Regions from separate parts of the Zea mays genome. Here region 1 is linked to region 2. Evidence: chromatin contacts called from public Hi-C data. All regions are on one chromosome and are shown on one strand. Each heading gives the region's core, a stretch centred on a gene start, on an enhancer-like site or on the middle of the called end of the contact. The rest is flanking DNA. Distances are from core to core; before and after follow the strand shown. Region 1 has its middle 54 kb from the start of LOC103653711. Region 2 holds the start of LOC100282765 (N-acetylglucosaminyltransferase III).

Region 1 (4,787 bases), core at 378-2,877, 140 kb after region 2:
CGCTAGGCAGGGAGAGCGGCAGAGAAAGACTCGAACTCTAGGCTGGGCCAGGGCCAGAGGCATGCTGGGCATTCGACATGGGCCGCACCAAATAACATAGCCCACGCCGACCAAGCTGCACCAAATAACACGTGACCATGACTTGCAAATTTTAGTACCATACTGGCCAGCCAACAATTGTGGTACTGGCTTATAAGCTGTGCTGCTTCGGAGAAAGTAATTCTGGTTAAGTGCACTTGACGGTCTCTACTCCTAACATTTTTTGCGCGAGAGGACACGGAGCTGCAACGAAAAAATAACTGTCACGTGGGCCCATATATGGTAGGGCATGCGGTGTGCAGAACATGGGAATGGGTTTGAGCCGCGACGGGAAAAAAGAGACAGAGGCTGTCACGTGGGCCCACATGTGCAGGGTGTGTGTTGAGGGTGCAGATGGGAATGGCTCCTCACGAGAGGAATGTGTGTGGAGTGTGCAGATGGGAATGGCATGTGTTGAGGGTGCAGATGGGAATGGGTTTTCACGAGAGGAATGTGTGTGGAGTGTGCAGATGGGAATGGCAGAACACGGAAATGGCAGAACATGGGAATGGCAGACTACTATTAGAGCCTTAATAAGTAGTAGAGATATACCGGTAGAGGAGTCTGTTGCCGAGGGGCTCGGCCGAAATGCCGAACCCCAAACACGGCCGATGGATACGTGTTCCATTGCTGCGGTTGCAGAGGAGCGCCTCGGTTAGCCGTCTCCATCCTCTATATTAATCATCTATATTCATCCTTTATAGTTTTTTTAAAAGATTTAATCCTCTATATATCCTTTCTCTTAAACAACATAATCTAAACCACATCCTCTATACACAAATACATATATTAGAGACATTTTTTATTTTTTATTTTTTACATACGTATTTATCATATTCTCAAATGTATTGTACATATTTTAGTTTTGCTAAACCAGTTATTTTAAGTATTCAAATGGATAGAGAACCGTTTAGAGAAATTTTATATATAGAGAATCCAACAACATCCTCTAAATATAGATGACCATTTAGAGGACGCTGGTGGAGAGTATAGAGGACCGTTTGGTCCTCTATATTTAGGGTACAGGAGGCTTTAGAGACTATTGTTGGAGCCAGCATAGACTGTCTCCAGCAACGTCCCCTAAATTCCATCTCCTAAAAGAATATTCTCTATCCTTTACAGCACACTCTAAAAGATTTTGTAATCTATATCTTCTTAGTCTCCAGCAACGTACTCTAAATTTAATCCTCTATATCTCCTTTATTGGTAACATTTAGTACGACATTAACCAAAATATAATAAAAAAGACACGACCTGAGCTAGTATCAGCCAAAAGGAGCACAACGTACATTTACCAAACGCGCAGTGCACCTCTACATCTAATAGCTGCTAGTGCTAGAGACGTCCGTTATTTTAGAGAATATGGTAGCGGACCTTGTTGGAGAGCTTACAGATAGCAAGAAACGCTAAATATACGGTACCGGCTTCTTTAGCGTGTGCTGCTCGAGGCAGCCTTACCATGGAAAAAAGGTTGAGCTATCGGGTGGGTCCTACGCGACAGAGACTCAAAGCACACGCGTGTGATGGAGGCTGAGCTGCGAAGTGGGCCCCACTCGGCAGACACAGAGACCCGCGCCCGATTGGAAGCAACACTGGCCAGTGGGTCCCGCCTAGAGGCGATCCAGCGACGGGTGACGTGAGTTGCACAATGTTGGATCTCATGGGTCGGTGGAAACGTTACTGGGCCAGGGAATTTGGTCCAGACGCAGGGAGTCTCTCTCCTTTTTTTCATGTTTTATTCTATTTTCTAAGTTCAATTCCACTTCCTTGTTTCAAATCAATTTTAAATCTCAACTGAATTCGAAATGCACCATTAAAGACCCAGCATGGAAGAAAAATTTAATTTACTTATTTACATATATAAATGATTTAATTATTTAAACAAGCATTTCAAATATGCAATACACATCCACTATTTATTTCTAGAAGGTATTAGACTGAAGGTGTATTCAAATTTAAAGTATGTCCAAAAGTTTAGATTCATTTGTTTTGTTAACATATTTTCTAATGTAAAATCTTTATTAAGATATTATTTAACTAATCCTTTTAGAGAATATAAATATAATTCCACTTGGGATAATTCATTTATATATGAATCTTCTATCTAATATTATGTTTTTTAACTTCTGCTCTAGTTTTAAGGTTTCACTCTTGCTTTTGGACTACCAAATTTTATTATTACTATTTATTTTTATTTTAGAGGAAGTATTTATTTTTTATAATAAAGGAATCCATTAAAAATCATATTGACTCAAATCTCATTGGAGAGTTGTCGGAGAGGAAATCTCCGGCCGGGTGGCGGAATGCACCCGCCTTAAATCCTAAGATGAGGAGGGGCCTAAGCGTTTTGCTTATCTGGTAAACGGGAAGAACACAAGAACACACAAGGGTTTAGAGTGGTTCGGGCCGCCGGAGCGTAATACCCTACTCCACTGTGTGATGTATTGAGCTTGATAGCTTGTATGAACTTGTGAGCCTAAGCTGGGTCTAAGTGTGTCTGAGTGAGCTTGAGTCTACCTTGTAACGCCGTGTGCCCTCCCTTTTATAGTTCAAAGGAGGACACGCACAAGGGTGATGAGCCCCGATATGCGGGCCCAGGAACATAACAGATGTAATACTTGGAGCAACTAATGCTAGTCGCTAGTGCAATCTCCTTGTACCCTGATATCCGTGGTCTGCGTAGCATTAGCGTCCAACGGAAGATTCCCTAGCAACATACGAGTGGTGATGATCGTGGCACATGCGATAGTATGGACGTACCGTCCGCCATGGGAATGGACAGGCACGCCGCCTGTGGGATGGTCTGGTCGCTGTCCACCAGCAGAGTGACAGGGCACATTAAATGCTGAGGTGGCACATCGCTTGTCAGTGGAGTAGACAGGGCGCATTTAATGCTGAGGCGGCACATCACCTGCCAGTTTGACAGGCAGTGCGCCTCACCCACAATAAATGCACGCGGCCCAGAGGCCTTACGTCCGGCTCCGCCCGTTGGCTTACGTCACAGGCAGCTGGCCACGTGGCAGCATTGGGTCTCCGCCTGAGCGGGGAGCAAAGGCGTACGCAATATGGTCCAGACACGTGTCGGCTCCGGACCCCCGCCTGGCCTTGATTAAGGTCTGGGTACTCCTTCTCCTAGAATCCTGGGACCTTGTTGTGAGTGACCTGGGCCCCACACAGGGAGGTCCGGGACACGTCTTGGGGGTCCAGTCTGTACTCACGAATGTCATGGACCCTACCCGGAGGTTCGGGCTATGTATCCAGGGGTCCGGCACATTCCCGTGGGGGTCCGGACCCACTCTTGACACCATGGAGTATATTGTCTTTCCTGGCCACGTGGTGGCCCTGGAGCCGTCCACGTGGTAGGGTCAGGAGTTGTTCGCCACGCGACTAAAGATAGCCGCATGGACGCCGCACCTTCATACTGTAGTAACGGGTACCCCTGTTCCAGGGTACCGACAGTGGCCCCCGGGCTCGCCTCAGGGGAGGATACGAGCCTGCAGGCGAGGCCAAAGCTAGATTGTCGATTGGCGCGCTGCTTCCGTGCACCCGCTGTCGTAATTACTGCCAGCCCACCCTCGGTCACGCCAACTGCCGCGCCTGTCCCCGCGGCTGACTGACTTGTGGCCTCCGCAATTGATGGTTTTGCTGGTCCACACGCGGGGTGCCTCGATACCGCTACATTGGTTTTGAAAATTTACTTTCTCTGTCTTCTGCGGAGGCCTCGAGGAGGCGCGGTACTGACGCGAGCGGTGGTTTTACTTCTCTGCACCTAGGAATCGGAGCCCATGGAGGATGACTCGTGGGCCCGGGCTCCCATGTTAGAGACTGGGCTGTTGGTTTCAGCGGGGGCGAAGAGACGCACTATCGCAGATGGTGGCGTGCTCCTCACGCGGCGGTTCGCCTTCTTCGCACACGGAGGCCGACGCCCAAGGAGTATGACTCGTGGGCCCGGGCCCTCGTGTTAGAGGCTGGGCCGCTGCTTTCGGCGGAGATGAAGAGGCACACTACCGCAGACGGTGGCGTGCTCCTCACGCGACGGTTCACCTTCTCCGCACACGGAGACCGACGCCCAAGGAGTATAATTCGTGGGCCCGAGCCCCCGCGCCAGAGGCTAGGCCACTGCTTTCGGCGGAGATGAAGAGGCGCATTACCGTGGGCGGTGGCGTGTTGCTCACGCGGCTGTTCGCCTTCTCTACACACGGAGGCCGACGCCCAAGGAGTATGACTCGTGGGCCCAGGCCCCCGTGTCAGAGGCTGGGTCACCCTGGTGCGCGTCGGGCGAGATCTTCTGTGGCGTCTCGGTGCGTCAGTGGGGGAATCTTTCTTTAAAAAAGGACTCCCCCGAGCGTGGTAGCCATTCTCATCACTCGCTGTGCCCTTTCGCCCTTGGGTTCTCCACGCTCTTCTGCCGCCGTAGCCGCCATGGCCTTGCTAGATCCTACCGAGCGTCTCTAGCCCGAGGTGGCACTCAACTTGGTGCGCAACCTGCTCGGATGGGGTGCGCCGGCGTTCGCCGGAAGGATCTGTGTCGGTGCCTCTCCTCACGGCAATCTCACCACTGGAGAGTTTGTGCTCTTCATCTCCAACCTCCCCAGCGGGCTGGCGCTGCCGATTTCTTCTTTCTTCGTGCTACTACTGGAGGAGCTCGACCTCCAACCTCAGCACTTCACGCCCTGCTTCATCCTTCAGGCAGCCATCATTGCCTACCT
Region 2 (4,916 bases), core at 1,658-4,157:
AGCCAAGCGATCACTCAACTAAGTCAGCCAATCGTATCGGACACAACCCCCGCCGCCATAAGACAGACATCCGCGAGAGAGCGACGTCCGTGCGCCTCAGGGTCATGATGCAGACGGCGGGCAGCCAGCTGCCTAGCCACTCTCTCTAACGCAGTTGCCTGGGAGAAGGTACCTGTACCGATCGAATTGCTCCAGCAGATAGGCAGGGAGATGAACGGCGGAGAATGTACTCGGGATAGGCCCCAGCTTGGCGATGATCTCTTGGAACGTGTACTCTTCGGGAAGCATGTCGAAAAGGTCAGCCCCTTCGCAAATCACATGCTGAATCCTCTTCGGGTTCAGGAAGTACTTGAATCTGATCCGGTCGACGTGGCTGTAGGCTTTCATCTTGAAGATGAAGTCGTTTATGTAGCGGAAGCAGAAGCTGCAGTGCCACCCTGAATCAGCCAGGAGGTCGTCCGTCTGCCGGAAATGTGCATACCTCGTCTTCCCAGCTCTGTATCTGTGCACTGAAGCCCTCCAGCTCTTGTCGTCAAGTAGGAATTGGAACGAGTAGAGGTAGTTCCTGAGCTGGAGATGGAGTATCTCCGGAACGTCATCGCACCATCTCAAGAGGTCGATGGTGTGTCCACTTGGGATCTCATCAACATCAGACATGATCAGCAGGTCGTCATCCGTGATGCCCGCAATCTTAATGAGCTGGTCGAGAGCAACCCTTTGATACGACTCCTCGACAAATGGGTTCTCTCCCTTCACAAACCTTCCACCTATCATGCCATAGGTCAACCGTGACTCTGCAAAGCCAAACCGTTGGCGGTTTTCCTTGAAGTGAAGGTCCTTCTTTATGCCGGTAAAAGTTGAATTGGACTCAAGCAGCACAAATTCTGACACATACGGGCTAAGCTCGTGCCAGCGGATATCAAGGATGTCAAGCTCATTGCTGAAGAGCACGGCATCAAAGACACGGCGTGGAGTCTCCCTGACTTTCCATCCATGCAACTTGCATAGGTTACCCATCGAGACATTTTCATGGTAATAGTGAGGGAGTATTGTGAAGGGCTTTGGGGGCTTCTCCCAGATTGGTCGGAGGAAGTAAGTCACCTTCTGGCCATGCACATATATGGCAAAGATCAAAATTGGCACACCAATCAGTAGGATCAAGAGAACCCTCAGATCAAATCCCCGCAGTGCGCACTTCAGCCTTGACATGCTCAGGACTGACTTCGAGCCAAACTGCAGACAGTATCAGGGAGCAAATAAGAAATCAGACATGCACCAATACACATCATAACAAGGCATAAATTAAACTAGAAGTAAACTGGAAAGCTACAACATGTGACAGATACAATGAACTGTACTCTGAAACAGTGCTGATCATTCCAAAGTCAAGAGTCAGGAGATCACTTTTGCAGCACTAACTCAACCAGAGGTTAAAAAACACTGAAACCTAGTGCATTGTAGACAGAGGCATCATTGAGTTTTGCCGAAACAAATGCTACACAAAAAGAAGGAACATGCCTTAATTTACTAAACATGAGAACGGCAAATACTGGCTACATGAGCGTATGAGCATTTATTTATTCAAGCACAAAGCTGGCTGGACACGACATAGCACCATGAATCCAACGGCTGAACATAGGGAACATCACAGCCATCACAAACTCCTATGTTGAGAACACGAGCTTCTAAAATATCCGCCGCGCCGTGAGTGTGCAGCTGTGTTAAAGGCCATCAAAACAATGCATGTGCAGTAGATTAAAGAAGTAAGCGGTGGTCTGGTGGAATATGCGCATTTTCTGTTTTGAAAACAATATATCTATCAGTGATAGGCTGGTGCGGATCCACCAACAGAGGAAAGCAATCATCAGCTAATTTTATTTGTGTATCATATAAAGGAAGGAAACAGCCTGTAAAATTACTTTTGCGGCATGAACCCTCACCATCTACGGCACGGGAACCAATCGGGGATTGTTCAAAAAAAAAAGCTGGAAACTTTTACAGGTGGAGAGACAGATTCATTCCGGTATTAGGCAGACGACCCGATCCATACAGGTGGAGAGATTCTAGCGCAGCCGGAAGCATCCAGGCGCCCCAGTTTGTTTAGCACCACCTAATCCACAGCACCCGCGGCAGGTGGAAGATGCCTGCCGCGGACGCAATTAAGCGAGCATATGCGATCCCAGGCTGTGGAAATCTCACGAGCACCCGATCCAAGACAGCAACCCTGCTGAGATCGGCAAAATAGCAGCCGCCGCGAACACGCCGCGCAACTGGAGCGGTGAAAAGGTCGAAGCAAGCAAGCAGCTCAGCGTGGAGCAAAACGCGTTTAAGCAGCGTGGAAGAGGAAAAGACAAGCACCGCGACGACCGCGTCCGCGTCTCCCCCCGGCGGACCAGGCGATCCGCAGAGGCGTTACACGCGGCGGAGCGGTAGGGAAAGGGACAGATCTGTCTGGCTGGAGCCGGAGCGGTGCCTCACCTCGCTGTCGCAGACTGACTCGCAGATGCCGTCGGTCTTCTTGCGGTTGCAGTAGCCGGCCTCCATGGAGCCGAGGGCGCACGGAGAAGCAGGAGGCGCCCGGAAGGCGCGGGAGCACCACGCCCGCGGCCGCGCGGGTGCGGAGCGGGTTGAGACGGCACGATCGGGTCCTCCGCCCTCTCCCCGGCGAGCAGCCGGGAGCAGAGTTCAATGGCGCGCACGATGGGGGTCCTCCGCACTCTCCCCGGAAACCGGGAGCGGAGCCCGGACCTCGCCCTACTCGAGGGGTCCGCGCGTTGGCGTCTGGGCCCCGGTCTCCTCCCCTCCTTTCCTTGTGAGCGTGGGCGAGACGCGGGGCGCGGCGGTGATTTCGGGGGGCGGGGGGTGGGAGCGCAGAGGGAAACGGTGCGAAGGGGCCGGGGAATTGCTGCGGTGCGAGACAGAGGGGATTCCGGCAACCGCCTAATTATAGCCGTTCGGGGGGGGGGGGGGGGGGGGGGGGGGGGGGGGGGTGGAGGTGGTGCTGGCCTGCAGTTCTGATTGCGCGTGGGCGTGGCAGCGGCTGGGCGAAGAGGGGAGAGGTGCGGCGGAGCGGAGAGCTGGTCTTTGTTTGTCCTCGTGCTGGGGGCCATCCACCACCATCTTCTTGCTTATTAATAAAAGGCGCCGATCAAGACCCTGTCGTGTTAGGCCTATTTATTTAATCATCTATCTACTATAAAAGAAAAGATTATGTGAAATTTCAAAATCACCTATCTGTATTTGATTATGAAGGCATGAAGCGAAAGAGACAAGTTTTTTTTTTTGGGTATAACGAGGAGTGAAGACTGAACTTATTTAAAATGTCTTCCGTATTTAGCTCCTCTGTTTATCGTTCGGCTTGGCCTTGGCTGTGTCTGTTCGGAGAGGAGGCTCCAGCTCACGCTCATCTTCAGCCTGTTGTGCAGGTTGGATTTGGAGCTGAGATAATGGCGGTGGGGATTCCCCTCTGAGATGAGATGAGATTGAGGTGTAGTAATGATAAGGGCATCTCGCTCGGCTCTGCCTGCGGCTGCGGGGATGCTTCGTGTAAGCTCATGACGGTGTGCTTTGGCTGTACGAGTGTTATTTTTTCTCACTTTCTTTTTTTTCTTTTTTTTCTTCTTCTTTTGGAGGAGGCTGTGTGATCAAATGATGATGGATCATGTGAGTACCGTGTGTCGTCTTTTTCTCCGCGTACGATGTCTCTATCCTGTGACTCTATAGCATTTACTCTCACTCTCTCTCTGACAGACTGCTTTTTTGTGTCGTGTTGGAGCGAAAGAACAACAGAAAGCCAGCGAAAACAAAGCGAACCTGTTCCTTCTTCTGTGGGCTAGCCGGCTAGGCCTAGGCAACTGGCCTATATACGTATTATTATTATTATGCAAGTTCATTTTCAAGTGTGTTGAGAAGCACAAGTGTTACCTTCAAAACTAGGCCATAAATAATATGGCAGTTCTTAGGTAGCAGAACCACATCGTAGAAATCTTCTCTTCAAAACAAGCAGAGCTACATCCGGCAGACGCCAGACAGGCAGGCTTCCCAGCGTATGCCGGTCGTTGTCTGGGACAGGATTTCGTCCGGGTCCGGCTACGTGTTTCGGGGGGAAAAGACGGGTGCTTTTACCCCCGATCCGTTTTGGTTTTGCCTCGGTTGCCACTTTCACGGACCCGTGCCTAAGATTTCAGCCTTTTCATGGACCCTAGCCAAAAGCTTACATATTTTGAAAGGTTCAAAATAAGATTATTAACTAGAATCATAAAAAAAACTTACTTGCCCCACTGTATCATCTTATACAGTTTTTTTCCGAACATTCTTTGATAAAAAAGACACTAAGTACACTATCAATATAGATCTCGTGCAATAACCTAAACAAACTCCTGACAGGCAGTAGACCGAAGCAACGACTACCGATGGACCAAACAACAAACGACAATTAGCTAGCTCCATGTCTATGATATACACATGCGCGTACGTGCGAAGGTCAATCGTCGATGGCGTGTTCCGGCGTCTTGCAGTACTGCCCGATCCTTTGGCGAATTGGCAACATGGTGGGGTTACCCCGACAGAAATTAAGTTTTGAATGTATTCTGTTCTGACTTGAGAACTACCGTACGTGATCGTAGCAGGCCAACAACCACTTTACGGCTTATGTCCGAGAGTAGGATAGCATAGGATGACGCTGGGCGTTCACCTATGTGAGCAGGACAGCATGTCGTAGCGTTGAGCGGTAGGGCCAACCAAACGAAGACTGTTTGGGATGATTGAATAACTAAGTATCATACTCAACTATACTAGTAAGGTGCTCGTGCTAACATTACGGTAATTAAGAGGCAATAATTCTAATCGAAATGAAGTCTGACAGCAATGGCGAGGCGAGGCGGTCTATCATAAAGTTGAAGGATTCTAAGGATATG

The links. Hi-C and Micro-C count contacts between places; a contact is called where the count stands out from the background.
Region 1: a contact with region 2 is called in a Hi-C map of ear, with 1.9 times the contacts expected there. The contact joins the enhancer-like site here to the promoter of LOC100282765 in region 2. A contact is called at or near these places in 2 of 25 Hi-C or Micro-C datasets (ear and endosperm).

The regions. Positions count from the first base shown.
Region 1 is chr4:135,693,909-135,698,695 of Zm-B73-REFERENCE-NAM-5.0, forward strand. No RefSeq gene overlaps it. Among protein-coding and RNA genes, the nearest start is that of LOC103653711, 54 kb to the right of the region's middle. Within about 2 kb of position 1,628, at least 17 of the 20 cell types and tissues checked have an H3K27ac peak or open chromatin away from gene starts, as enhancers often do. A contact at or near this core is called in ear and endosperm, where this site is marked.
Region 2 is chr4:135,556,512-135,561,427 of Zm-B73-REFERENCE-NAM-5.0, forward strand. LOC100282765 (N-acetylglucosaminyltransferase III) reads right to left here and starts at 2,908. Exons shown (of 2, transcript NM_001317937.1): 1 at 2,479-2,908; 2 at 1-1,233. The coding sequence starts at 2,544. The coding sequence ends at 133.